Linked DNA regions of Sus scrofa: all the other regions are linked to region 1. A link is a contact called in public Hi-C and HiChIP or PLAC-seq data. All regions are on one chromosome and are shown on one strand. Each heading gives the region's core, a stretch centred on a gene start, on an enhancer-like site or on the middle of the called end of the contact. The rest is flanking DNA. Distances are from core to core; before and after follow the strand shown. Region 1 holds the start of RGS2 (regulator of G protein signaling 2). Region 2 holds the start of GLRX2 (glutaredoxin 2). Region 3 overlaps LOC102166310 (a long non-coding RNA gene). Region 4 overlaps LOC102166310 (a long non-coding RNA gene).

What was found. A called contact is a pair of places that touch in the nucleus more often than the background predicts. HiChIP or PLAC-seq counts read pairs in DNA pulled down with a chosen protein or histone mark.
Region 2: a contact with region 1 is called in a Hi-C map of skeletal muscle, with 2.8 times the contacts expected there. The contact joins the promoter of GLRX2 here to the promoter of RGS2 in region 1. A contact is called at or near these places in 5 of 47 Hi-C or Micro-C datasets (embryonic fibroblasts, heart right ventricle, retroperitoneal adipose tissue and 1 more) and 1 of 2 datasets of contacts at active chromatin or transcription factors (alveolar macrophages).
Region 3: a contact with region 1 is called in an H3K27ac HiChIP or PLAC-seq map of alveolar macrophages. The contact joins the enhancer-like site here to the promoter of RGS2 in region 1. A contact is called at or near these places in 1 of 5 promoter capture datasets (fetal skeletal muscle), 4 of 47 Hi-C or Micro-C datasets (fetal skeletal muscle, mesenteric adipose tissue, retroperitoneal adipose tissue and 1 more) and 1 of 2 datasets of contacts at active chromatin or transcription factors (alveolar macrophages).
Region 4: a contact with region 1 is called in a Hi-C map of embryonic fibroblasts, with 16 times the contacts expected there. The contact joins the enhancer-like site here to the promoter of RGS2 in region 1. A contact is called at or near these places in 3 of 5 promoter capture datasets (fetal skeletal muscle and liver), 10 of 47 Hi-C or Micro-C datasets (brain, embryonic fibroblasts, epiblast stem cells and 6 more) and 2 of 2 datasets of contacts at active chromatin or transcription factors (alveolar macrophages and skeletal muscle).

What each region holds. Positions count from the first base shown.
Region 1 is chr10:937,660-942,536 of Sscrofa11.1, forward strand. It overlaps RGS2 (regulator of G protein signaling 2), which reads right to left and starts at 2,424. Exons shown (of 5, transcript NM_001044600.1): 1 at 2,299-2,424; 2 at 1,130-1,231; 3 at 968-1,029; 4 at 271-437. The coding sequence starts at 2,408.
Region 2 is chr10:675,596-680,786 of Sscrofa11.1, forward strand. GLRX2 (glutaredoxin 2) reads left to right here and starts at 3,733. Exons shown (of 4, transcript NM_001243717.1): 1 at 3,733-3,868. The coding sequence starts at 3,768.
Region 3 is chr10:1,207,478-1,212,418 of Sscrofa11.1, forward strand. All of the region lies in intron 2 of LOC102166310 (a long non-coding RNA gene), which reads left to right. Among named protein-coding and RNA genes, the nearest start is that of RGS1, 58 kb to the left of the region's middle. Within about 2 kb of position 3,649, at least 18 of the 83 cell types and tissues checked have an H3K27ac peak or open chromatin away from gene starts, as enhancers often do. A contact at or near this core is called in alveolar macrophages, retroperitoneal adipose tissue and subcutaneous adipose tissue, where this site is marked.
Region 4 is chr10:1,229,165-1,233,934 of Sscrofa11.1, forward strand. LOC102166310 (a long non-coding RNA gene) reads left to right here. Exons shown (of 12, transcript XR_002336117.1): 5 at 1,343-1,600. Among named protein-coding and RNA genes, the nearest start is that of RGS1, 80 kb to the left of the region's middle. Within about 2 kb of position 1,782, at least 6 of the 83 cell types and tissues checked have an H3K27ac peak or open chromatin away from gene starts, as enhancers often do. A contact at or near this core is called in alveolar macrophages and embryonic fibroblasts, where this site is marked.

The sequences.
Region 1 (4,877 bases), core at 1,174-3,673:
AATAGCGGTTTACTGCATATTCAGAGGTGGAGACTGACGTCTATGCGATACATGAAAGCAAATGAACAAGCAAAAGACCTCCAAAACCATGAGGGGCGGAAGAGGTGCCCCAGCCGCCCCCGTAGAAAGGTCATTCATCTCGCTGAAAGCCAGAGGGGAAAATATTTACCCCTCCTTTTAGCTTGAGGACTCTTCTATTCTTTCGTTTCACTCTGGTGCTAAGAATGTTCAACAGATACGGAAACAAGGACATTTTTTTTTCCTCCTTACCTCTTTTGGAGCTTCTTTTTCTATGAAGTCAGTGTATATTTTCCTGGCTTTGGAGGACAGCTTTTGGGGTGACTTTGTTTTTTTGAAGTCTTCACAGGCCAGCCAGAATTCAATATTTTCTTCACAGAATTCAGATTTCAAAAAAGCTCTGAATGCAGCAAGACCATCTGGGGGGCAGAGGAGAGGAAGCATGAAGAACGTGAACTGAGGGACCTCATAATCCCTTCACTTTTCTCCTAGGCCTCCCTGGCCCTGGCCCCCTAATTTTCTTATCTCTAGATGAAAGCAAGATTTCTAGATTTCACTCCCGCTTTAGAACTGAGCTCTTCAGAGACGAAGATGCCAGTCTGCAAAATGCTTAAGGTGGCGCCCTGCTGTGCTCAGCTTTGCTGTTGACCCAGCCGTTTACGGGGGAGCTTTGGTTCTCTGTGTGAACTAAGCCTCTTGAGAACACTGTATGCAATGGAAAAGCTGGCTCAAGCTTACACCAAGGGCCATTCCAGTTTGGCGCTGATTTTGCGTCCCACCTGGAGTGAATAAGCCCTGCGTTTCCAGGGATAATCCCCGGGAAACGGCGGGGGAAGAAACAGGCCTCAGATGCTGGAGACAGTAAAGTCAAACTCCCTGGGGCCGGATGCTCCTCCTTTCTAGACGCTTGGGCTCCTTGAAAAGGACCAAATTCAAGGGGTTAACTCACATTTGCTGGCTAGCAGCTCATCAAATGCTTCTGCCCACAGCTGTGCTTCCTCAGGAGAAGGCCTGCAAGAGACGGTCACATGTCAGCTCACACCTGTCTGTTTCCCCCTTCTGTTCAGCAGCTGGTGGCCTAGCTTTGCAAGGACTGAGATTTTCAACTTACTTGATGAAGGTTTGCGGTTTGCTTTTCTTGCCGGTTTTGGGCTTCCCAGGAGAGGAGGAGTTTTGCAAGAAGTAGCTCAAACGGGTCTTCCAATCTTTTAATCTTAAAGAAGAAAAAAAAAAAAAAAAAAAAAAAGACTTTTACTAAGTGCCAACACTTGAAATGGCCACACCACTGCAGCTAAAGGTTTTTTTTTTTTTTTTTTTTAAACCAAATAAAGTCACTCCCAGTAGCTACAGACAACGAAGTAAGACAAAACAGTCCTCCTTCAAGTCAGTCTTACCCCTTTAAAATATAAACCCAGCACCTATGCCTGGAACAGTTTCATCTACTCATCTGAACATAACTGCTAGTTTTATAACTACGCGTAGGATAACCTACAATTATAGGGTATTTAATGAATTTAGCTGGCATAGTTCAAAAGGCAGATGCTATTTCTGGCCCACAAAAGGCAGCAGCAGTTCTGCAATGTTAATTACAATTCTGAGACATTTCACACTTGATGAAACGGACAGTGGAACTGCCCGGAGCCAGCCATGGGTATTTCCCTTCCACCCTTAGAGCAGGAGGATCTGGACCACTCTAGAAGCTGTGAACAATGAGGTGAGGTGCGTGTGCGTGTGTGCGCGCGTGTGTGATCGCAACTACAACACCCATTTTAACCAGATGATGCAGAACAATTATTTGTTCCTTAGTGCTGGGTGGGTGAGATCTGTTGTTAAACTGGAAAAAAAAAAGATTTTAAAATAATATATTCAGAGCTAGCAAAAATATTTCCATCCCAGCAGCTGTGTAAGTTGATGAGAATTTACAATGCAACGTACGAATGCTGGGGACGCGCCTGGGCTGCAGGATTCTCTGGTGTCATTTTCGATGCGGGGAGATAAAAACCCAACCTGCGATTCCTCAGCTCATCTACCACCGCCTCTGCATCACGAATTTGCCGCAGTTCCTCGACTCTACCCTCGAGTCCTTCGGTTACATCACAAAGGACCCACCACATAGATTTAACCCTACCTAGCAAGTGTATCTTTTACACAATGTTTTCCCCTGCAGAGATGGAGGCACCGCTCCAGGGTGGAAGCCAAGCGCGGATGTACCGCGTTTGCAGCCGCCCGGGACAGCTAGGTCCGCGGGGCTGGCAGGGGAGAGAAGAAAGCCGTACTTACAGGGTCCGCTTCATCTTCTCCCGCTTCTCCTCGCTTTTGGGGCCGGTGCCTGCGCTCTTGTCCATGGGTCCGCAGTCGTGATGGACAGTCAGGAACATAGCACTTTGCATTATCGTCTACGCTCCCGGGTGCCCGCTCTCTGCTGCCAGGAGCGCGCCGCGGTATTTATAAGAGTCGGAGGCTCGTGGGCGGCGCCTCACGACGCTGGGCCCGCCTTCAGCGGGTGCCGATTGGCCGGCTGGCTCCGGGCCTGGGGCGGAGTCTGCGCAGTCCCGGGCACCGCCGAAGGGTCTGGAAGGGAGGGCGCCGCTGACGTTTGCGGCCGCAGCGTCGTGCGCAGGCGAGCCCCCCGCGGCGAGGCGCTGGGGCTGCTGGTGGGGGCCGAGGAGTTTCCCTTCGGGCAGCCGCCGGAGGCCTCTGCCGGCTTGGGGCGGCCGGCGGGGTGGCAGAGCTTGGGAGGCGTGGGGCGGGTTGGCTGCAGGCCCCGCGGGGCGCTCGCCCGCCCCTCCCCCTCCTCGCCTCCGTCCCCTCCCCCACGCGCACTTGCTCCGGACCCCAAAGGGAGGGGGGAGTCCCCAGCAGGTCAAGGTTACTTGCTGGGAACCTGAGTGCAGTTACTCGGTTTTGAATTCGGATGTGTTCCCTCTTTTTTTGGAGCGCACACCCTCTCCCCGCGCCTCCTTTCTTGGTCTGTAAACTGAGGCCGCGGGGAGATGCTCACCTGCTCCTCTTTTCGTCACCGATTCATTGGCGGAAGGAAAGGGAGAAGGGGGGGCGGCGCAGGGGCGGGCGGTGTGACCTGCTCTGCAGCTTCCCTGGACAACTTGGAGAACGTTTGGGAGGGACGTCGTCGGTCAGGGGAAGGAACAGGAGAAGAAGTGCTTTACCTGGGTGTGCAGTTTTAGTCACCAACACACACGAGGCTGGGTCGGTCCTTGGGGTTGCGTGCTCCTCCTCTGGAGTACTTGGCTGCTTGTCCTTAGGGAACACACGGGGAAGTCACAGATCTCCTTCTCAGGACGTAGAGGGAAACACCAGGACCTCGCAGCTGTCATTTTAGTGTAAGAATGCAAAGATGCAGGATTTCCTCATGAGTCATTCTTAGTCGGCCTAGAATTTACCAGAACATTTACTTGGCAAAAAGGAGAGGTGGGGGTGGAGGGAAGGCTAGGTTAACAGTTTGCTTGAAGGAGCTTAATTTGCTAAATTCTTCAGAAATTGTCCTGCTGTAGCACGATTTAAACGGTTTGATTGGTAAGGACGAGTAGGTGACCTCAACCCCGGTGTGATCGGATAGCGAACAATTTTATTAGATCTGTGCAGTGGAATGTTCAAGGGGTTTTCCTGCCAAGCATCGAAGTAGCAGGGAGATGAACCACAAGGTATTAGGCTGCAGAATTCTCTCTCCTTTGCATTAGAACTGTTAAAAGAAAATTGGAACTGGTTTACCATATTCTGATGAGGAGCTGCCAGTAGCTGGAGCTCCAGGATTGACTTGGAGAGCAAAACGTTTCTATTACTAAAGAGAACAGCCATGTACTCAGCTATGGAGAGGAAGATCGTTTAGATTTCAGTAGTAAATACTTGAAAGCATGGTTGTGAGATGCAAGAATATAATTTATCTCAAGGATGTGCGCTTCATCTCTCAAAGGTTTTGTTTATTTCCTACATCTCTTTTCACTTTCTGATGATTCAGTACTTATTTTACTAAATATGTGTAATATGCAGGCACTTGCTGCTCCTGGCTAATACAAACCTCGACATATTTTTTCACTTAGAACATTTGATGGTAGAATTCACTCCTAGTGGGAAAAGCAGGAGTTCTGACCAAGAGGCAGCAATGAGAGAGCTGGACTTGTGTCAGGATACCTGGCTGTAGTCTCAAGAGTGTTTATTAGCCAGTAAATGCTAAATATGTTCTGGGGCAGCCCCATCCCACTTTCCTGAGCCCGAGTTTCTCGCCTCTGTTAAAAGTGTCTTTCTTGCCAACCTCATTGGATAGTTTGTGACTCTTTCTTCAAAGTGCTTTGTGCATTTTAAAGTACTATACAAAAGTTTGTTGTTTTTCTTAATTTGCACATGGATGAAAGAATCTCTGGAGGCATAGGCGACTGAAGATAGAAAAATCATTAAAAATCATTAAAGGATTAACTCACACTTAATTCGATTATAAATGTGTAGGTACTATTAAAATATCAAAATAAGGCCATATAGCTTTGTAGAGTAACAAACTTCATCACAGATAGTTAATAAATATTCTCCTGGTAACAAAAAATAAGAAAATGAGCAACGGATATTTCAGCTTTACAGAGGTCTTCAAGCCCCAAAGGTGTAATGATCTCGATACAAAAGTGAATGTATGTGTCATCATGCAAGTAGCTGGTTTAAAGCTAGACTATTGTAGACTTTTTGGTGTTTTGTGTAGTTATTTGCTTTTTTTCACAGACCATTTCCTTTCTGACGACTGATGTTAAGACAGGCAGAGGTACGTTTAAAGCAAAAGCTGCAGTGTTTGATGACTTCCCTTTGTTTTTTTTTTTTTGATTTTTGTATTTTGTAACTGGCTTTTAGGTCCGCGG
Region 2 (5,191 bases), core at 2,483-4,982, 260 kb before region 1:
GTTCTCAAGGAAAATTAATCAGCAAACGATACAGGAAGCGCAGAATGCGTTAGCTACTCTATATAATGTTATCAGAGAAGACCTCTTTGATAAGCTGGTTCATTAGGTAAAAAAGAGCTAGAAAGGATTAAAAAGAGCTCCCATTCCTTTGCTCTCTTCCCTCCTGTATTTGTGTTGCAGAATATGCATTAAACTAAGTTATCCTATTCAGTATAATTTGTAAAATCATTGTAGTTCTTTTTCTCTGAAAATTGTCAGCCTACTGTTCTCATCAAATGTTATCAAATTTCCATTGTGAGTTTACGTATCCCTTATTTTACGCCATTTATTAAATTCTAAAATGCACAGATTTTTGCTTTTTTGCATTATTTCTGCAATTATGATGAAAACAATGCAGTTTTTAAGTAAACTTAGGTGGGATCCAGCAGTGAAGAGAACATTTTCCTAGCCCTTTGGTGCTTTCATTCTCATGGAGCAAGAGACAATGAAACACAGGTATACCTAGGAACCTAACTACAAAAGCAGTTGGTGATAAGTGCCCTGGAGAAAAATAAAGCAGAGCAGGAGTTCCCACGGCGGCACAATGGGATGGGTGGCATCTCTGTAGCACCAGGATGCAGGTTCAGTCCCCAGCACAGTGGGTTAAGGCCTCGGCATCATCCATTGCCGCAGCTGCAGTGTAGTCATGTGCCACAGGGTGGCCAAAAAAGAAAAATAGTAGTAATAATAATAATAATAAAGCAAAGCAAAGATGTTGCTAATTTAGATGAATTGATCAGGTCTCTAAGATTAGCAGGGAATTCAATTAGGTTTAAGGGAATTTGATTAGATCCACCACCCTGCTGCACTTGTGTCACCTTTGTATCAGTCATTGCGTGTTAGGGAGTCAGGTTTAGTGGAACACATCTGCATTATAGCTTTTGTAAGAAATGCCACCGAAGTTTCCCAGTCTTCAGTCTGAACCAAGTAATGTTACTCACTTTGGTATGTGAATTTACTCCCTCACTCTGGGTGGTCAGTAAATTTTGCAAGACAAAGATTTTACTCATCTACATCCACAGTTCAAACTTCCTATACTATTCAGTGAATTTTTTTTATCTCAAATGTAAATACATTCACCAGTAAAATCAAAAACATAGCTCCTCATTCATTCTCTCTTTGAAATGAAAAGAAAAGAATATAGGAATAAAAATACAAGTTGAGCTCCTCTCAAGGAAAGATATAGACCAGGATGACAAGGAGCTCAATGTCTTTGAAAAGACAAAAGCTCAGGAGTTCCTGTCGCAGAGCAGTGGAAACAAATCCGACTAGGAAACTTGAGGTTGCAGGTGTGATCCCTCGCCTCACTCAGTGGGTTAAGGATCCAGCGGTGTTGCCATGAGCTATGGTGTAGGTCACAGACACGGCTCGGATCTGATATTGCTGTGGCTGTGGTGTAGGCCAGCAGCAATAGCTCCGATTCAACCCCTAGCCTAGGAACCTCCATTTGCCATGGGTGCAACCCTAAAAAGACAAAAGACCAAAAAAAAAAAAAAAAAAAAAAGTTCTAGCAAAATCAATATGGCAAGAAAAGGAAATATATTTGGATTGGAAAGGAAAAAATAAGAAAACCCTCCCAATTTACATGTGATGTGATTTACTATGTAGAAATTCCCAAGGAACCTACCAAAAAAAAAAAAAAAGAAAGAAAGAAAAGACAAAAGCTCAGAATGCAAAAGTTAGGAAACATCTATCAGAAAATGCTGTTTGTTCAACACCAGATGGCACTCAGTTATTAATTTGCCTGGTGCAAGGCTCATAGAAGACTAGAGACCTTTTTTTTTTTAAATCGAGGTATAGTTGATTTACAATATTAAGTTTCGTGTGTACAACTTACTGATACACGATTTTTTAAAGTTATACTCTATTTATGGTTATCATAAATATTGGTTATATTCCCTGAGCTGTACAGCATATTCTTGTAGCTCATTTTTCTCCTTTGCTTTTTAGGGCCGCACATGCAGCAGGTGGAAGTTCCCAGGCTAGAGGTTGAATGGGAGCTGCAGCTGCTGGCCGACACCACAGCCACCTCAACAAGGGATCTGAGCCATGTCTGTGACTTACCCCCCAGCTCAGGCAATGCTGGATCCTTAACCTGCTGAGCAAGGCATAAATACTAGCCGTAGGGTTCTTAACCTGCTGAGCCACAACGGGAGCTCCTTGTTTGAAGTGCCTTCACTTGAGATCCCTTTTTAAAATATCTTTCCAGGAGTTCCTTTCGTGGCACAGCGGAAATTAATCTGACTAGTATCCATGAGGATGCAGGTTTGATCCCTGGCCTCCCTCAGTGGGTCAGGGATTCAGCATTGCTGTAGCTCTGATTCGACCCCTAGCCTGGGAACTTCCACGTGCCCCAGGTGTGGCCCTAAAAAGACAAAAAAAAAAAAAAAAAAAAAAACCCAAAAAACAAAAAACCTGTCCAGTGATTTATGTGCTTAACATGGGCCATCAATACTATATTAAAATTAAATCGTGGCATGATTATTTTACCTCTCAATACACAATTTGAAACAATAAGGTAAAATTCTACCTCAAAACAAAAATGACACAGTAAATTCCTAAACAGCTATCTTTCAATTTCAAAACTCCACAAACCCCACAACACTGTTGATAACATATCTTATTTTTATTTTTTTACATCTTATTTTTAAAGTTAATTTTGGATTTACGAGAAATGACTTTACACTTTTTGGGGTCTTCGTTTTTGCAACTACCCTTTTATCCTTTTATGAAGTAATGAAAAACGTGGCCCACTTGAAAGCAGGGAAAAAAACTATCAGAAACAGAAATGCTCATTTTGTAACTTGGTAACATGAATCTTCAGTTTAGCTAATTGAGCATGAAGACTCAAAAAAGGCCTGGATTGTTCCAATAATTGTTTAGAATTTTAGACACCATCTGACCTTTGACCTTAACAAATAGATTTCAATGTCCTGGTCCTCAGTAAATAAAAATAAAGGCTGACCCACCTCTTTTTATAAAGCAACGCACAAAGGGCTATTATTACCACGACTAAGGACACGATGATGTCATTAGCAGCACTCAAGCCATCAGACCCCTCTGGGCTATATTTAGTTTTATTTGCCTAATTTCATTTTGAATACACTATCTTTGTTTTCTTTGGAATGAACGTTCTACAACGGATCACTTTTTTTTCTAAAATCCAATCATCCCACAACTTCTGTGAGATCTTTTGTAATGACATATTTAGGTTGTTATTTCTCCAACACAAAGACCTGCCCGACAGGAAGTTGTAATTATGCTACCGTGCTATGTAAATATCCCAGGCACTTCGATTCGGCGTCAGACAGATTATCTTTCTCCTCCGTTTCGTCAGAAGGTTGACCACCATCCCCAGCACTGACGACACGTGCCCGCGATCCTTTAAGAGCGTCCCTAACCCTAAAGGAACAGGTGCAGGGCTTGGATGAACCCTGCAGACAGGCAGCCGAGGCACCTGCGGGCCTCCGACTGCCCTTCCCCAGTGGGTGGGCCTCGCCGGGATCCCGCCCTCCGGCCGCGTGGGAGGCGGGGAGGGGTAGGACCGGTCGGTGCGGTTGAGACGGGCAGCGCGGGCAGCCCGGGGAGGCGTGGCCGGCGGGCGGGGGCGTGGCTGGTCTGCGGACGGAGGCGGGGCCGGCGGCGGGGGCGGGGCCAACGGGCGGAGGCGGGCTCTCCCGAGGGGCAGTCGTCGGCGCGTCTGCTTGCCGCGGACCAGCGCTGCGACCATGTACTGGCGCCGCGCTGCTTTGGCGGGGACACGGCTGGTCCGGAGGGTGAGCGGCTCGACGGGGCGGTTTGGCGGGGCACCGGGAGCTTCGGCCTCTGGGTAAGGGGAGCTGCGAGCGGGAGGCCTCGCGGGGGTCTGGACCTAGCGGTGGGCGGGGGCGCCTCTTTGCGGCGCCGAGTGTGGGCCCTGAGTCCAGCGAGGCCCCTTCGAGTGCGGAAGGCCCAGGACGGGTGGGGAGGGAAGGGTGCCCTAAGCGCTCAAGTGGACTTAAGGATCAGGTGACTGTCAGGTTGAAAATTCTGAATCCTGTGCGCTTGGACCTCCTCTCCCCTTTGATTGCCAGATAAAATACAAGATGCCCTGATTAATGGGAATTTCAAATAAACAGCTAATGATGGTGCGGTCTACGAATATCCCCAGGATTGCAAGGGACGTGCTTAGGCTAAACAGATATTCGCTGTTTGTCTGAAATTCTAATTTACCCGACCGATATGCACGTTCATTTGCCAAATCTGGCAACCCTGCGGCAGGAAGTGAAAGTGACGCTTTCTACTAAATGGCCCAGTCTTTGAGGATAGGACGGTGACTTATTCCTGCCGGTGTCGCTCCAGCTAGAGCAAGGGCCGTGCTTCCCCTGCGCTTCCCCACCAGGAATGCCTGCGGCTCGCAGGCCTGCGGTGTGAGACCTCCTGCCTAGGCGGATGCTCTATCTGCCGCACTCGCGCGCGGCGGGTCGAGGCTGTCCTGCCAGCTCACGTATCTGAGTAGCCATCCCTCTTTCTGGAAGTTTCTTCCTACCTACTTGATCTGGTACCTCCTACTAGTTTTGCAAGACTGCCGGAACTCGGTTAATTTTCGGCACCACTAGAGACCTTTTCCAGAGGGTGCGCATCACGCAGTGTAACTGTTTGACTGACAGGTCCTTGAGGCTCCATTGCGGTTTTCCAGTGATACGTCTTTGGGGGTATTTAGCCCTTTGCCTGCTTGGCACAGAGTAGGTGCTCCATAAAAGTGGCATGGCTAGTGGGTACTCCATCAGTGTAGAAGCGAAACGTTTATTGTACACTTCTCAGTTGATGTCCCTTTCCTTAACAGGTGGCAACTTTTACCAAGCTCCACTAGAATTGGAGAAAAGTGCCTTCCAGAAACTTTCTCTTTTATTTAGTTGCGAAGAGGGTGGTATTTCAGAATGCACCTCCCACCTCCTCTCAGAACCCAAGAAAACATTCTCTCATGAAAATTTTGCTGAAACTTCAATCTTCCATAGTAGAGGCAAATAGTAGATGGTTTCGGGATGATTATTAAATGCTGGAATTGAGATGAAAAGGACGTGTTTTCTTAGTTGGTAAAACAAATAGGTTGTTTTCCACCAAAGCTCCTGCTTAGGTCCAGGGCAGCACCCCTTGACCTCCTCTGTCTGCT
Region 3 (4,941 bases), core at 2,399-4,898, 270 kb after region 1:
CTTTCTAAAAAACCAGTTATCTCTGGGGATCATGATAATTTGAAAAACACTTGAGTCAGTAGAGTCAGAGCTCAGAACATACCCCAGGAGCAGGTAGCGATGCACAGGGAATAAGTTGAGGAAAAAGCCAAGAGAAGGAGCTCGGACTCAGTGTTGTTTGCTGTCATACCTCCTGGCTCTGCGGGTTGGCGTGCTGTTGAGCACTGCTTCTTTGGTGGTAAGTTGAAAACGTTCCTTCATGCAGAGTCACCCATGTGCAGCAAACACACCCCTCCCCTTGCTGGATGCACTCTTTCCTGTCTTGCACGGTTGAGCCTTAAATGTCCCTTCCTCAGAGACTCTCCCTAACTTCAAGTACTTTAAATAGAACTTTTCCCCACTCAGCCCTCCTTCTGTTGCAGCACCTGTTCCAGTCCTCAATTTTTTATGAACACACACACAAATCACCCTTAATGGGCAATGAAAAAGCCGAGGTCTAGAGAACTGTTTCAAGATGCTGTAGATACTTAGTGGCAGTGTGTGCCCAGCTTTTCACCTGCGTCTAGTGTCTGTCCTTCTATAGGACACTGTCTATATAATGTAATCCATCTGCTAAGGCAGGACTGTCTTTATTTATTTATTTTAACAAGTGCCGCACCTGCGGCATATGGAAGTTCCCAAGCCAGGGGTCAGGCCACATCCACTGTAGAAGCAACGCTGAGCAGTCCTGTTGGAGCCACACGGGAAGTCCGTACATATCTTTAGAAGTAAGGAAAGCATCTCATGATTCGTAACTCACAGACTCCACATTTCTGGAACTGTCTTGAAAAGTTCCTAAGGTGTGTGGTAGCTTCTTGTTGTTTCTCTCAGCCTGTATTTAAGGTTCTGCTGATGGGCTTCACAGCACAGTGCTCTGTTGACCCTGCAGAGCTGCTGTTGCAGAAGGTTCTTTTTAGGGAGAAATGGTGTCCCTTCTCCCATATATTCAGGAATATGTGGACAGAGGTTAAGCATGAGATTGAAAAGTGTGGCAGAATGAGAGGACCTGTGCAGAGAGCTCACGTTTCTGCTGGCTTGTCGGCTCCAGAAAGGACTTCTCCTTGACAACACTGCCCGCCCCCTCCCCAGCCCAGGACTCTTGACGAGGTCTATCCTTTCAGTGGTGGTGTGGGTTTTCTTCTATTCACCTTTGGTGTGTTTGAGCAAAACCACCAATTCATTCTCCACCAATGACAGAAGCTCGCTCCGAAGTGTGAACATCTCTCGGCTTGTCGGTCACACTGTTCTACTCAGCCAGTGTGATCGGGAGAAACTTGGGTAGTTTTGTGGATCATTTATGATGATCTCTTAGAGAGATGAGGTTTCTAAGTGTGGTGATTTCTGTGTATTTTTTGGCCTCAATTAAGAATGCTTGATGACGTATTTAATAAAACATTGCCATCAAAGTCTATATGAATAGTTCTGCTTTTAAGGTTTTGTTTTCTCAACTTTTTTTTTTTTCTTTTTTTGCACAGGGGGGTATATTTTGTCTGGCACGGCCATGAGGAAATGGAGAGGGGTCTTTAGGGTCTTTGGTCTGCTAAAGTCTGCCTTTAAAAAGACTGCAAATCAGTCCTACAAATTATGATGCCTTATTACTCATGGAGCTCATTTCTCTTCAGATGGTTCCATGTTAAACATTTTACCGTCCGATAAAGTTATATCGTAGATAAAGTCATGTGATTTAATATTGAATCCAGGAAAGTCTTCTGCAGTGCCTACCTGCTTTTTTAGCAGATATGAGTAAGAACAGGTAACCCCAGAGCCAAACGTTCAGTCACGTTCAGGACCAGATCAGACAAGGCGACACTTAGATTTAACCTTACCCCTGGGTGATCTATGATCTGGATCATGCAAATCTGAACCTCAGTGCATGTCCCCACCTGGATTCTGACTCAGTGGGTGGCACCCGGTCTAGAGCCATCAAACTGCCTTTTTTTTTTTAAACGGACTAGTTAAGAGGGAAAGCTTGATTGTTCTCATCGTGTTCCGGTGAAGAGGGGGGCCAGCCAGGCAGCTCTCCGGGTTGCCTGACTGTGTGATAGTAGATGTCTCTATGGTACATCAGAATGAAGGGCCAGGTCACTTTTCATCGCTGGCAAGATGTACCAAAAGAGGCAGTGCCCCAGGGTGAACACTGAACACACTCCCCTCGCTGACCCTGACCCATCTGGGCTTGGTATTTTGATGACAGGTGCGTAGGAAGTTAGATGGTGCCCCAAAGACCCCACCATCAACCCTGAAACCAGTCTGAGGGCCCTGAAATTCTGAAAATGAGTAATGCACCAGAGAGCACTATTTACTGGGGTGAACAATGGGCTTCAAATCTACATTTTTAACCCCATGCCAAGAATTTGAATGTTCTAAGGACTCATGGGGGGAAACGAGGGAAAACATGACTTCTGAAAAGTGGGAAACAATTTCCAACTTGAACACCAGCAAGTTCCAAAAGTGCCGACGCTAGAGTCCGTGATCATAATGCCTCTGTTTTTAATATAAAGTGGCATGTAATCTACACTTGCAGAAGCTCCTGCACACCTTACTAAGCAGCTCCTAAAAAGCTATTTAAAGAATACATTCATTTGAAGAGATGCCTTGTGATTCGCCTCATGGGCCTTCTGCCTCTGCCCCACATACCTGTCCTCACTCTGACTCCTGCTCTTCTCCTGCCCTCCCTCCCCACGTTCCTCGCATCACTCGGCTGACGGAAAGGACTTGGGGCTCAGCATGACCTGCGGAAGGAGGTCTGAACGCCTTGCTTTGCACTCATGTTCTGGCTCGTCTGACTTCCAGCTGAGTCTCAGCCCTAGTTCTTACTCTTCCCCTGGATTCCTCTGCTCCAGCCATGTAAGTCCAATCCCACTTTTGCAAACTTCCTGATGCTGCCCCACTCCCCCGCTCCTTTGGTCCACTGTCCTTCTCTAGTCTTATCCCTGTTTCTCTTCTTCTGTTTGATCCAAGTGGTCCTCTTTGCCAAAGCTCACACTGAGTATGATTTTTTTTCTAGCTTTATTGCCCTCACTCATAATTGTGGCTCACTGTATACGTCTCTCTGATTATCAGCCTCAGTCATTTGGCAATGTATTGCCTGCGCCTGGTTTTGCTACTTCTTTTTTTCACATGCCTAAAACTTCCTCCCCCCAAGTGGATTGCAACTTCCTTGAGGAACAGAGGCGTATGTATTTTATATATCTTCTCTCTACAGCATCTGTAAGAGTACTAAGCAGATAGAAGGTATTCAGAACATAATTTCATCTAGAATAGTCTTGGGTAGTTTAACTGAAATTAAAATTGCTGAATCATCTTCCCTCGAACTCTCATATAAGTTTTGATCTGCGATTCTCAGAGATGCTGTTTGTTTAAGCCCAGCCTCTTTTGACTTTGTCATAAATTTTAACACATAGAGTTGACAGAAATGTGCCCTAAATTAATGTGGGTGACCCAGCTAAATTCCTTTGCCGTGTCTTGTACCAGTTTTGTATGTTGCATCGAGAAAAGCAGATGATTGCTGAAATGAGTAATAAAGAGCTTCACGGGTTAGTCGATTTTCCTATTCCGGAAGCAAAGACTTCCACGCAAGGCTCATTTACATCCGCAGGGTGCAAAAGGAAGTTTGGGGCCAAGTGTCTGCACTCTCTGTTCAGCATGCGTGTCCCACGTAACCACATGGTCCTTATAAAACCACCTATATCCGTTCTCATACCCCGTGTCTCGCCGTTGCGTTAATCACTACTGACAGCTGCACTTTTTTTTTTTTTTTTTTTTTTTTTTAAGTGCTGAGGCTCTTGACAATGTGACATGTGAAAGGTGGTGGGAAGTCAGCAAAGCAAACACCACTTTACAGGGAGTCACCCCCAGTACAGCTGTCACATACGGCCAAAAAGAGTTCCTTACTACCTACCCCTGTCCTCTTTTAGACTTGGAGTTCTGGGAAGGTAGGAACCATTTTCTTATTTATTTCTTCATCGTCCCCAGCACAGGGCCTGCAAGGTTGCAGGGGCTCAGTGAATGTTTATTGGATAGATATTTGGAGATAGAATAAAGCAATCAAGGACAAGTGTATGGGAGGTAAAGCGCATGGGCCCCAGTCCCACAACCAGCGAATCAGGGGGTAACACTTGGTTCAGACCTTCTTGTGAGTCATGGACTTCAGAGAGTGCAGCGGCAAGAGGATGGGACAAGCTCCCAAAGGAGCTTTTTTACCCGGTTTCAGTGAAAGCAAGTGGAAAGAGAAAGGAGGAGGAAAAGAATTGTCTGTTCTTCTCCCCTCATTCCTTGCCTGCGTGTGCAGACCCTGGATGCACGGTCCTGGAGCGTGGTATTGCTTGTTTCCTCCCCGAACCCATTGTACTAGAATGCACAAACTGATGGTGTGTTTGGCCCTCGTAATGTTTAAACAAAATAGAAAAATTTTGTATCCGTATTCAGATGTCCATCTATTCTTGAAAAATATCCAGCAACGGCGGTGGGTCAGCATTTCTGCATAGCAGTGATTATCCGAACATCAGCTGCAGCTGTGAAATAGGGCACGCGGATAATGTTGGCAGGCTGTCACTGTGTGCATTTTGAGGCACATGGGACTGTACAGTCACAGTGTGCATGACACACGAGTGTTTGAGGATTCTTCATTAAGTTTAGAATGAGAGGGGGAAGGGAAGGTGAGTGGCAATTAACTGCTTTTAATTTAGCTGTGTACCTTAGCTAAGTATGACAGAAAGAGTGTGAAACTGGGGTGCTTTTTTGGTTTTGTTTTATTTTTTGTTTTACTAAATTTGCCACCACTTCACTGTGTTTCTGTCTCCAGACACTTTGGACCTTATTCTTTCTATTTGTTAAAGAAGGTCATTTGATGGTCACTAGGGCTGCTTTCAGTTTTACCATTTCCTGATTTTAGTGAACAGCCCAACAGAAGTGGAGTAAGAG
Region 4 (4,770 bases), core at 532-3,031, 290 kb after region 1:
CACAGATGAGCATTAGTACAAGGGGGCTGTAAAGTCATTCGTCGTGATGAAGCACTGGGCGGATTTTGGACAACTCTAGAAATTTTGGAGAAAGGTGTGTACCTCTGGAGGAGTGTAGTGTGGAAAGTTGTGTGCTAAGTGGTAATGTGTGAGTTGAGCCGTGAACAAAAGAAACCCTTGGGTAGCAGGAGAGAGAGAACGGTCCATGCAGGTGGGCTGTGCTAGCAGAGGCAGGAGAAGGAGACCCCCTGATTGATTCAGCAGGTGAGGAGCAGCAGCGTTTGCATGTAGGGCGCCAGGAGGGCAAGTTCCACGGGAGAAACGGATATCATTGCTGATGCACCAAGAAAGATGCATTTCACCTGCGTAGTATTTGTGCTCAGAATGTTTAAACTGAGTCTTATCATCTGGACAGTCCAAATTGTAGCACATTCTGGAAAACCACTGGCCTGGACTTTTGAAAAATGTCAACATCATGAGTGAGAAACAAGGCTGGGTCCCAGAGTAAAGGAGATTGGAGAGACATGACCAATAATTGTAATGTGTGACCTGTGTGATCTGAGGCCCTTGGGAGGAAGAGTAAATTAGAAAAACAAAGGACAGTGTTGGTATAATTGGGGAAATTTGGAAGTGGTTGGTGTATTAGATAAGGACATTGCATTAATGTTATACTTCCTGAGTAAGATAATTGTATTATATAGGAGAATGCCTTTGTTCTTAGGAGATTGGCATATAGGAATGAGGTGTTACACTATCTCCAAGTAATTCTCAAATGGTCCAACACCCCCCCTCCCCACACACACAGGCACACACGCGCGTGCATGCACACACACAGAGAGAGAGACAAGTCCAGCAAAAGATTAATACTGAGGAAACCAGACAAAGGGCATGTAGGTGTTTCTCTTCCTACTTGTGCAACATTTCTGTAGATTTTAAAATTTCAAAATAAAAAGAAGGAAAATAAATTTTCTGGAAACATTTGTAGCATAATTTTTCTTTGTAACTTTTACCTGGTACCCATTGTACATCGGTTAGTGAACGACCTCATGGCTGTGCCCCTAGGTTTAGGGTGATTACTTCGGTGGAGATACTTGCTTAAGGATTAGCATTAACACACTTCTAATGTGTGATTGCATTGCAGTCCTGAAAATGACTGAATAACCACGTGCCATTTTTTTTCTTGAGCATGGCCTCGTATAACATAGTCTTTTAAAATGGTCCCAATGTTTACCGCCATTATCAAACATCTTTTCGTAAGCATCTCATTTTTTAAAAAGTGTTCATGAAATAGTATGATTGATTCATTATGAAATCAATAATTCAATGCATATTTATTATACAGATGTTGTATGCCTATACCTTGGCCAAGTGAACTTCTTGCCTTCAGGGAACATACACAAATCCCAATCTCTGCCTGGCCATTTGACCCCGGGAAGTGTCAGGCAGTGGCCGGTGATGGCTTTCCTCTCCCTCAGTAGTGATGTGAAGGTGGTGTGATTCTCTGAGACGTGAGATTTGGAGACATGACAGTTGGATGAATTGCCTCGAGGTCAAAGGTTTGGGCTGTTCTCCAGAAATTACGGCCTCCCGAAACTGCCAGGTATGGATGACTCTCCTTATTTAGAGTTGTGCTAAGCACCTTCCTCTTGCATCATTCAATCCAAAGAGCTTGGGCCATAGCAGTTCTTGGATAAGCTGGTCGCTTGCTGGCATCTGGAAGAAGTCGTTCCTAATGGGCTTTCCATCTGCTGAGGTGATTCATAACACCGTCCCCAACGGCCGTGGCTGTGTTTTCTAGAGGAGTCTGTGGGTGTGCGCTGACTCATGCACCCTCTCCCGCCCTGTGCCCTTGTAAACTTTTGGATGATGGTCCTTCTGGCTGCTGTAAGGTGGTACCTTATCGTGGTTTTGATTTGCATTTCTCTAATAATTAGCAATGTTGAGCACTTTTTCATGTGCCTTTTGGCTGTCTGTCTTCGTTGGTGAAGTATCTGTTTACATCTTCTGCCTATCTTTTGATTTTTTTTTTTTTTTTGATATTGACCTGCATGAGTTGTTTGGATACTACGGCGATTAAGGAACCACTTACCAGTCACTTCATTTGCAAACACTTTCTCCCATTCTCTGGGTTGTCTTTCCATTTTGTTTATGGTTTCCTTTGCTGTGCAAAATCTTTTCAGTTTAATTAGCTCCCATTTATTTATTTTGTTTTTATTTTTATTACTCTCAGAGGTGGATTAAAAGGTGGATTAAAAAAGATACTGCTGCAGTTTATGTCCAAGTGTGTTCTGCCTTTGTTTTCCTCTAAAAGTTTTATAGTATCCAGTCATATATGTAGGTCTTTAATCCATTTTGAGTTTATTTTTCTGTGTGGCATTAGAGAGTATTCTAATTTCATTCTTTATAAAGTAATTTCTGAATGAGGATACTGGGAACTTCAGGTTGAGTCTGTAAAACTGATTATTCCCAACTCACTTTCCATAATTATTGGAAATGTATCATGAATGTCTCATATGCATATATTTTAAAAGAAATGCTAAAAATCAACTAAGTCTCCATCCATTGTTTTAAAAAACACAAACTATGAACTTGAATAAAAAGTATACAGGAGTACATGGAGAAAATGATAGCAGCAGTCATTTGGCAGAAATAAATGAAGACTTGAATAGATAACTTACGCTATGTTCCTGGTTGAGAACACTCAATATTATAAAGATGTCATTTTTTCCCCCAAAATTAATTTATAGGTTTGAGTTAGTTTTATTATGATTTTTTTCCCCAGGACAGGGGCAGGGACGAGCAATGTCTTAGACTCCAATGAAGTGATTCTGGAATTCGTGTGGATGAACTCAGAGAGGGTTCATACGTTTCTCGGGAGAGTGGGATGAGAAAAAACCGTCACTCAATGTATTCCTTGACTCCAAGACTTACAACAACATTAAATCGTATACTGTAAAATGGAGTTAAGTCTCCATTTCACTGCTAGATATTAGAGAAAGAACAGCAAATTAATTCCAAAGACATGAAAGGAAGAGAATGATACAGTAGCATAAAAGATGAATGCAACAGAGGAAGCTCACAATAAAAGGAATTAATAAAGTCAGACTTGCTAAATGCAAAGGATGAGTAAAACCGCTGAACCCTTAGCAAATATTGTCTGCGGTGGGGAAAGACTGGAAGCCTCCACTGACGTCAGGAACAAGCTAGGATGCTGCTGCCACAACTTTATTTCCGAGCATACTGGAGGCCCAAGCGATGCAGTAAGAAAATTAAGACACTTTAATATTAGAAACATGGGAAATTGGCATGGTTTGCAGAAGAAATAATGATATATACAGAAAACCTGAGATTGTATGCATGACTAGTATCTCTTACTAATAGTATCGATTAGTAAGAGAATTTAGCAAGTTTGCTGACTACAGCCAGTGTACAGAAATCATTGCATTTGCATATGTAAATAACATAGTTAGGAATTAAATTTTAAGAATCAAATGCTAATTAAGGCAGTATAAAAAATCCAAATACCTGGAGTTCCCACTGTGGCACAGTCGGTTAAGGATCCAACTGCAGCAGCTTAGGTTGCTGCAGAGGCTCAAGTTTGATCCCTGGGTGGGGAACTTCCATATACTATGGATGTGGTCATAAAAAAAAAAAAAAATCTAGATACCTAATTCTATGTGTAAGACCTCTATGTGGAAAATTGTAAAATATCCTATGAGGGGTTAAATAAGACCTAAATACTATTGAATTCATGGAATGTTAAGACTCAGTCTTATAAGATGGTGATTTTAAGAAAACTGATTCATGCTGTTCAATCAAAATCCCAGCAGTTGTTTGTTCTTTGGGGGTTTGGTTAACCTGTGTGTGTGTGTGTGTGTGTGAGAGAGACAGAGAGAAATGAAAAAGCAGTTTTTATTTCAAAGTTGGGAGTGAATTTTTCTACAATTCTCACTTATTTTTATAGTACCTTATACAATTTGTAAGCCCCAAGCTCTGTGCCTGTGGCATCTAGCGTGTCTGATGGGCCATTTATGTATTCCTAGGTCTGCCTGTGCCTGGGAGCATCGTGTTCTCACTGTGATTGCACGGGGTGCTGCTTCTGCCTCTTCTCTAATGACTAATGGACTGCTTAATTCTCCTCTAAATTAAAAAGAAATCTATGAACAGTTGTTGAGAGGTATTGCTTTAAAATGTATGTAGGTCTGTTGGTAGAACATTATGCTTATTAATTTATGAAACTATTAAGTGAAAACCAGTACCAAATATTTTAACTGAAATCTGTGTCCTTCACATTAAGCATCTTTATTTGATGTTCTCTGTTGGCTGCTGCAGCAGGAGAAGCTGAAAACATGGTTTCACACCCCAGCTCCGTTGAACACGCAGAGAACCTAATCTTTGTCTGGATGTGCTGCTTTTCACTGTACTTGTCTGCCCTCTAGTGGTTGTAGAGCAAAGTCCAAAGAAACATTCCACAGATTAGAATCAGATGATGAATTTTTGAGACATGGTTATTATTTTTTTTTTTAGTTTAGCCTACCTCTGTGGGTCATGTCTTACTACATTGGGAAACCTGCACATGTCAGTGGCCAGACATTGGCATAAACCTGTTCAGTGCTGTTAGACATAGTGTTGTCCATTGCACAAAATTTCCAGCTCCATCCTAAAAAGACCAATAACAAAATATTTTATATGTTGATAAAATAATAAAGAAATGAAAAAAAATCAAAATAATCATTATAGATGAGCATGTTTGAGCCCTTACTCATTGTA